Linked DNA regions of Mus musculus: region 1 is linked to region 2. The links are chromatin contacts, called in public HiChIP or PLAC-seq maps. All regions are on one chromosome and are shown on one strand. Each heading gives the region's core, a stretch centred on a gene start, on an enhancer-like site or on the middle of the called end of the contact. The rest is flanking DNA. Distances are from core to core; before and after follow the strand shown.

Region 1 (4,369 bases), core at 1,709-4,208, 170 kb after region 2:
AACCCCCCCCCCCCCGCAAATCCAACAACAAAAGAGTAGGAAAGAAAGAGAGAAAAATTCCTGCGAAGGAACTTGAGAAATGTCATAAAGACCTACAACTAAAGAAGTGAGCTGGCTCTTGAGAGCCCAGACCTCTGACTTCTACACCCTCTTCCTCTTCTGCAGATTTGAAAGTCTTGACCAGGAAATGAACAGCCTGATGGGCCGAGTCCTGGATGTGAACCAAACAGTTCAGGAGTTGGTAGAAGGAGGTCATCCCAGCTCCGATGAGGTGCGCTCCTGTCAGGACCATCTCAACAGCAGGTAGGTGGGTCCTGGGGCAGGAAGTTCCTCCTGCTAGCACCTTCTCTATCCATGCACTGTGAAAGCCAGAGGTGTGTGATATCAACCCTTCCGAGGTGTTGATGGGCACTTTGTAGATCAGGAAAATCTTTTTTTTTTGAAAGATTTCTTTCTTTCTTTATTCCTTTTGTTTGTTTGTTTTGGTTTTTGTTTTTTCTCTGTATAGCCCTGGCTGTCCTGGAACTCACTCTATAGACCAGGCTGGCCTCGAACTCAGAAATCCACCTGCCTCTGCTTCCCAAGTGCTGGGATTAAAGGTCTGCACCACCACTGCCCGACTGAAAGATATTTTTATTGTATTTTTAGCATGTGTGTGCGTGTATGTACACATATGTATGTGCATGTGTACACATGTGCATTTGGATGTAGTACCTGTATAGTCCAGAAGAGGGTGTAAAATTCCATGGACTAGCAGTTACAGGTGGTTGTAAGCTACCCAATGTGGGCGCATGGGATGGAACTAGGGTCTTTTGTGAGAGCAATATGAATTCTTAACCACTGAGCCATCTCTTCAGTCTCAACGGCAACTTGACAAGAAGATACTACATGCCCAATGCTGGTGACGATGGGCTGAGGACGCAGCCAGTTTCATGGGCAATTCACTAGTTTGTCCAGAAAGAACTCATAAGGTGCTATTATTGGTCAGGAGTTTTCTCGTGCACTTTATCTTATTTGAGGTGTATTATTTAGTTGTCTATTACTTTGGTTTCTTGAGACAAGGACTGCTGTTCTCAGGCTGGCCTTGAACTCAGTAGCTGAGGATATCCTTGAACTCTTGATCCTTTTGCCCTACCTAGCAGGATTATTATAGACATGTGCCTTCTACCTGCTCCATTCTTAAATTATCTATCTATCTATCTATCTATCTATCTATCTATCTATCTATCTATCTATCTATCTGGGTCAGAGTCTCGCTATGTAGTCCTGGCTATCCTGGAACTTGCTATGTAGACCAGGCTAGCCTCATTTCGAACTCACAGAGATCTGCCTGCCTCTGCCTCCCAAGCACTGGGACTAAGATGTGTTCCACCATGCCCTGCTCCTTTTTACTTCTGAGAGAAGATCTCCTGTAATCTAGGCTAGCTTGAACTTTCTGTATAACAAGGCTGGCCTATGCTTTCCACATGCTAGGATTATGGGAGTGTACCATCACGACTGGCTTCCTAAGTACTTTAATTTAATTAACTGTTTTATCCTCCAGCCTCCTGGGGTCCACAATAGAGCTTCCAGAATTTAGAACATGTTTTTTTTTAAATTACATTTTGGGTGGTATAGAGGGGTCTGAGGCAGAAGGAACTGGAGTCCAGGGTTTCAAGGCAACTTAAAAACCAGAAGTGTACCTGTATCCAGTGCCATCACTGAGGAGACAGAAGCAGAAAGATCACAAGTTCCAGGCTAGCCTCAGCTACCTACTAGGACCTGTCTAAAAAGGGATGGGGTGGGGTGTATATACCTGCAGATGAAATGAGCACAGACATTAAAAAGTAAATTATGGGGCTGGAGAGATGGCTCAGTGGTTAAGAGCTCTTCCAGAGATCTTGAGTTCAATTTTCAGCAACCAGAATGGTGGCCTACAACCATTTGTAATGGGATCTGATGCCCTCTTCTGGTGTGTCTGAAGACAGCATCAGTGTACATAAAATAAATAAGCAATTCTTAAAAAAAAAAAAAGACACACATCATGCCCTCTTCCCCTTCCCCTCCCTCCCTCCCTTCCTCCTCCTCCTCCTCCTCCTCCTCCTCCTCCTCCTCCTCCTCCTCCTCCTCCTCCTCCTCCTCCTCCTTTGACAGGGTCTGTGTAGCCCAAGGAGTGCTAAGATCATAGGTGTGTACTACACCACACAGCCGTGATTCTCTGGACTGTGTGCCCTAGGCAGGCAGCTGTTGTCTGTTTTCCGTCCTCAGTTGCTAATAAACTCTGAAAGATAATGAGATAACAAACAGAATCCTAATATTATTATGAAGATAATTTGGTAGCGCTGGAACGATACATACATTGAAAGTTGTGCTCTAAGCACTGTCCAGAGTGAGATACTATTGATTTAGGCACAAACTGGGACTCTCCCAGGCTTCTGAGCGTCCGAAAACCTGGATTTTACCCTGGGTGTGCGGATTCTCCGCATCCGATCACCCTCTTTCCCGCCCCTGAACAGGTGGAACCGCATCGTGGAGTTGGTGGAACAGCGCAAAGAGGAGATGAGCGCGGTGCTGCTGGTGGAGAACCACGTGCTGGAGGTGGCCGAGGTGCGCGCCCAAGTGCGCGAGAAGCGACGGGCAGTGGAGAGCGCGCCCCGGGCGGGGGGAGCCCTGCAATGGCGCCTGAGTGGCCTGGAGGCGGCTCTACAGGCGCTAGAGCCGCGACAGGCGGCGCTGCTGGAGGAGGCGGCGCTGCTGGCCGAACGCTTCCCCGCACAGGCGACGCGCCTGCACCAGGGCGCCGAGGAGCTAGGAGCCGAGTGGGGCGCACTGGCCGGAGCGGCTCAGGCCTGCGGCGAGGCGGTTGCGGCGGCAGGTCGCCTGCAGCGTTTCCTGCGCGATTTGGATACTTTCCTGGACTGGCTGGTGCGGGCGCAGGAGGCAGCAGGCGCCGTCGAGGGGCCGCTGCCTCGCAGCCTGGAGGAGGCGGATGGGCTGCTGGCGCGCCACGCCGCGCTCAAGGAGGAGGTGGATCAGCGTGAGGAGGACTACGCGCGCATCGTGGCTGCCAGTGAAGCGCTGCTAGCGTCCGAGGGCGCGGAGCTGGGCCCCGGTCTGGCGCTAGACGAGTGGCTGCCGCACCTCGAGGTTGGCTGGCACAAACTGCTCGGCTTGTGGGAGGAGCGCAGGGAGGCGCTGGTCCAAGCGCACGTCTATCAACTCTTCCTGAGAGACCTGTGCCAGGCGCTTGCGGTGCTGCGCAACCAGGTGCCTGATGGCTGTCTGGGGTGCGGGGTCTGGGCTGAGAGGGATTGGGTGTGGGGGCACAGACTTGCTTTGATGTGTTTCCTGGGACCCCTAGATTCCTGCTTTGTTTGGGGGTAGGGAATTAAAGGAGTAGTGGTTTATCTGGAAAATTGAGGTCTGTGACAGAGATAAAAGGTTATGTTGAATGGTGTGGGTTCATGGGGCGGTATATTTTCTATCTATCTATCTATCTATCTATCTATCTATCTATCTATCTATCTATCTATCATCGAATCAAGACAGGGCCTTTCTATATAGTCTTGGCGGTGCTGGAACTCGCTATGTAGATTAGGCTGGACTTGCATTCACAAAGATCCTACTGCCTCTGCCTTACAAGTGCTAGGATTAAAGGCATGTGCCACCACCATTCGCGCATAGTAGCATAGACGACCAGCTTTTAATTTAAAAAATTATTTTTATTTGTTTTGCCTGTGTGTATTCATGCATAAAATGCATTTAGAGTCCTGGGAGGCCAGAAGAGGGCACCAGATCCTTTGGGATTAGAGTTACAGTTATGAGCCACCATGTGGGTGATGGGAATCGAACACAGGTCCTTTGGAAGAGCAGCGTGTGCTCTTAATACTGGAGCCATCTCTCCATCTTCCTATCTTTTAATTTAAAAAAGAATTTATTTTTATTATATTTAACGGTGTGCACCTGTGTGTACACGTGAAGATTCCCAAGAAGGCCAAGGCGATGGAGCCACTGGAGTTGGTCGTTGTGGAATGCGGAATGTGGGTGCTAGGAACCCAACTCAGATTTTTCTGGACGAGCAGTAAATACTCTTAACCAATGAGCCATTTGTCCAACCCTTGCTTTTATGGAGACAGGATCTATGGAGCCCTGGGGGTCTGGAACTCTCTGTACAGACCAGGCTGGCCTTGAACTCTCACAGATCTTCCAGTCTCCACTTCACAAAGTTCTGAGATTAATGCTCTGCTTGGGTTTAGTGGTTTATGAGAGGTGAATTTGAAGTGGCTTATTGGGATTGTGGATTATCTGGAAGGAGCTAGCAAGAGAGGATAATTCATAGATTTGGCAGAGTGGGCAGAGACCTGGGGGAATCTGGAAGGACAGACTGCTA
Region 2 (4,114 bases), core at 1,280-3,779:
TCCTGGTCAAATGTCTGCACCTTGGGAAGTCATAGGCCCTAACAGAAAATTTAATACTGCCATTTTGCTAAATAGGCATGGTATCAAACTATCTTCTAAATAATCATGTGTAGGGAGATGAGGGCTTTAAAGAGCACTTACTGTTCTTGCAGGTTCAGTCCCTAGCAACCAAATGCAGCTCACAGTCACTTGTGACTGCAGTTCCAGAGGATCTGTCACCCTTTTCTGACCACTGCAGGCTCTTACATGAATGGGGTACACATAAACTCATATGTATACATATAAATGTATATGAGATTTTATACACACACACACACACACACACACAGACACACACAGACAGACACACACACACACACACACACACACATATATTTATATCCATAGACTAGTGCTACTCTCAACTGGTCAGAGAAGTTTCTTCCACAGTGGGCAGCAGTCACCGAAAGACTCAACTGTGCTGACAGTCAGTGTGTTTTGAGTGCTCAGCCTTAAATCTATGTCAACCCTCCAAGGTTCGGAGGACACTGCAGAGGAGCAGCAGAAAGGACATAGGGGCTGAAGAAGTGCTGTGAAATGTTGCACTCAAGGTTACCCACACAGGACCTGCAGATCAAGCCAACAAGATCAGTCAGGATTCTGCCTGGCAGCTCCAACAGTGAGAGGGAAAAAAAAGACAGGACATGAATGAGATAGGGATATGTTGGTGTTATCTGGTAAGAATAAGGGGTTAGTTTAGGGAAGATCCAATGAAAATATAATGTATACAGTATGAAATCATCAAAGGATAGGGGCTAGAAAGATGGCTCAGCAGGTAAGAGTACTTAATGCTCTGGTACAGGACCCACGTTCGATGATTCCCAGCATACACGTTTGCTTACAACTTTACACAACTCCAGTTCCAGGTTCCCAACATCCTCCCCTAGCTTTCGAGACTGCTGCACGTTACACACATGAACTCACATATGTATACCTATAAAAAGTCACTTTTGGGGGGAGGGCATGGGGGACTTTTGGGTTAGCATTGGAAATGTAATTGAGGAAGATACGTAATAAAAAAAAAAAAAGAAAAAAAAGTAACTTTTAAAGGATGTATTAAAAAATAAAAGACTAAAAATGAAAGAAAAAGACATGACTGGAGGAAATCTTATAGTGATACCTAAAAGATAATGCTCATTGTGCCAAAAAAAAAAAAAAGGGACTGAGGCTATAGGTGGGTGGTCAACTATAGGTGGGTGGTCGAGTACCACCCTAGTATGCTCAAGGTCATACTGCCAGCACCTCAAAACAACTGGCCAGGCGATGGTGCCTTTAATCCTAATACTCAGGTGACAAAGGCAGCAGGATCTCGTAGTCCGAGGCCAGCCTGGTCTACAGAGTGAGCTCCAGGGCAGCCAGGGCTACACAGAGAAACCCTGTCTCGAAAAAAAACTAACAGATTACTCATAAATAAATATTGAAAGGAGGAAAAAGGAGCCTCTATGTGATGGTGTACATCTGTTTGCCTCGGGGAGTGGCACTATCAGGAGGTGTGCCCTGTTGGAGTAGGTGTGTCACTGTGGGTATGGGCTTTAAGGCCCTCATCCTAGCTGCCTGGTAGCCAGTCTCTCCTCGCAGCCTTCAGGAGGAGCAAACTCTCAGCTCCTCCTGCACCATGCCTGCCTGCATGCTGCCATGTTTCCACCTCGATGACAACGGACTGAACCTCTGAACCTGTAAGCCAGCTCCAATTAAATGTTGTCCTTGTAAGAGTTGCCTGAGTCATGATGTCTGTTCACAGCAGTAAAACCCTAAGATTCTCTAAGGACATATTCCCAGTGACCCACCAGGGTCCACAGACAACAGCATGGGTATGGCGCCCAGGAAAGGATGTGCACTATCGGGAAGTTGTAGCAGAACCAGCAGAATGTTCTGAAATATTACCACCATAAAACCGCTACCTCCACAGGCCTCATCGAGCTTGAGCTTGGCTTTGGCTCGCAGTGCCGGTATGCACTGTGGTCCTGCCCTTGGCCAGGTACGGTCACTTACTTTTAAGGGCAGCCATGACTGCCCTTTTGCCCCTGCCCTCCAAGGACAAAGAAGGACATGAGCCCAGCGTATAACCCATGAGCCCAGCGTATGATGGCAGAGCAGAGGTGAGCGCTCTCCCCCTGAGCCCACACAGCCTGTACCTTTTGCTGCCTGCTGCTGCTCCAGGATCTTCCGGGTGCGGGGCGTGGTCCCCTTGGGCATGTGGATGATGTACTTTCCCTCCATCTCAGCCGTGACCCGCCGCCGCTTGGTGGGAACAACCAGGCTTTCCTCCTCCCTGTGGGCCAGAGCTGGTAAGGAGACAGGGGGTCAGCTCCCTTAGGGATGGATATTCTGAGCTGGGGATGAGAGACACCTAGCTATGGTCAGGACAGTTTACCTCTGTTTCCGTCCTCAATTCTGAGAGAAAGTCTCACTATGTAGCCCAGGCTGGTCTCAACTCACAAACTTCCTGCTTCAGCCCCTCAAGGGCTGCTTATGCGCATGCACCACTGCCCAGCTGCAGCCCAGTTTCTCATTGCTCACTGGTGTGACTGGCTTTCATGTGCACAGCTGCCCCATCACCAGACTGAGTCACTGAGGACATTAGTCATCTGATGTGACTAAACCACAAGATGTGCTCGGGATTTGACAATAGTGATGACTTCCCAGGCTCTCTGAGGTATGCCACACCCTGCTTGAATGGCTAAAATGTGGAACCCATGGGGTGGGTGGATTCGAGTCCCATAGGCTGCCTTTGGAGCTGTGGATGCCTGCCCTTTTTGACTTTTTGTTTTGGGCACTCAGCTTTTAACCAGTAATCAAGGGCCATACTGGTTTGGCATGGCGCAGAATTAAATTATACTCTAAAATATTTGTCTTGGGGCTGGGGAGATGGCTCAGTGGTTACAGAGAACTTGCAGAGGATCTGGGTTCAATTCCCAGCACCCACATGGTAGCTCACAACCACCTGTAAGTCCTATCCCAAGGGATCAGATACCCTCTGTGGTCTCTGCTGGCACAAAGCATTCCCGTGATGCAGACATTAATGCAGATAAAATATTCACACTTTACACATAAAACATGTAAAAAAATTTTTAAAAAATGGCATGGCAGCAAAAGCTTTTACTCACAGAGCCATGGAGCCAACCCTAAATTATACTTCTTTTTTGTGTTCAAGACAGGGTCTCACTGTGTAGCCTGAGCTGGTTTGGACCTTGTAATTCTCCTGGCTCAGCGCCCCCACCCCCATTATTAGAATTAACATCATAATCTACCACACCTACTTTATATTTCAACTAAAGACTCCCCTTCAGAGTGTCAGAAGGTAGGCGCACCAGTCTCTCATCTCAGGGCACTGTCATCTCAGCTCTCTAGAAACTGGTTTAACTTTCTGTTTCTCTTTTTTGGTTTGCTGTACCCCTAGCTAGCCTGAAACTCTCTATATAAACTAAGCCAACCTTGAAGTCTGAATAATCCCCCTGCCTCTGCTTTCTGAATGTTGGACTTATAGTGTGTGCCACCCTGCCTACCTTTTTACATTTAATTTTTTTTCTTTTTTTTTTTTTGTTTTTGTTTTTTTGTTTTTTCAAGACAGGGTTTCTCTGTGTAGCCCTGGCTGTCCTGGAACTCATGTAGACCAGGCTGGCCTCAAACTTAGAAATTCACCTGCCGGGGGCAGTGAGATGGCTCAGCGGTTAAGAGCACCGACTGCTCTTCCAAAGGTCCTGAGTTCAAATCCCAGCAACCACATGGTGGCTCACAACCATCCATAACAAAAATCTGATGCCCTCTTCTGGAGTGTCTGAAGACAGCTACAGTGTACACACATTAAACAAACAAACAAACAAACAAACAAATAAATAAATAAATAAAATTAAAAAAAAAAAAAAAGAAAGAAAAAAAGAAATTCGCCTGCCTCTGCCTCTACCTCCCAAATGCTGGGATTAAAGGCGTGCGCCACCACTGCCTGGCTTTACATTTAAATATTTTTATGTTTATAAATTTTTGTGTTGGGGATTGAACCCAGGGCTTAGTGCATGCTAGGCAAGTACTCTAACCATTGAGGTACAGTCTAATCCCAGAGTCTTTTTCTCTTTAC

The links. HiChIP or PLAC-seq counts read pairs in DNA pulled down with a chosen protein or histone mark.
Region 1: a contact with region 2 is called in an H3K27ac HiChIP or PLAC-seq map of embryonic stem cells, with 6 read pairs. The contact joins two enhancer-like sites. A contact is called at or near these places in 1 of 39 promoter capture datasets (embryonic stem cells), 2 of 115 datasets of contacts at active chromatin or transcription factors (both in embryonic stem cells) and 2 of 9 other capture datasets (adipose tissue and liver).

The regions. Positions count from the first base shown.
Region 1 is chr7:27,403,045-27,407,413 of GRCm38.p6, reverse strand. Sptbn4 (spectrin beta, non-erythrocytic 4) reads left to right here. Exons shown (of 36, transcript NM_032610.2): 15 at 166-303; 16 at 2,496-3,246. Among named protein-coding and RNA genes, the nearest start is that of Sptbn4, 41 kb to the left of the region's middle. Within about 2 kb of position 2,958, at least 13 of the 459 cell types and tissues checked have an H3K27ac peak or open chromatin away from gene starts, as enhancers often do. A contact at or near this core is called in embryonic stem cells, where this site is marked.
Region 2 is chr7:27,572,801-27,576,914 of GRCm38.p6, reverse strand. It overlaps 2310022A10Rik (RIKEN cDNA 2310022A10 gene), which reads right to left. Exons shown (of 10, transcript NM_175107.5): 8 at 2,175-2,324. Among named protein-coding and RNA genes, the nearest start is that of Akt2, 17 kb to the left of the region's middle. Within about 2 kb of position 2,529, at least 88 of the 459 cell types and tissues checked have an H3K27ac peak or open chromatin away from gene starts, as enhancers often do. A contact at or near this core is called in embryonic stem cells, where this site is marked.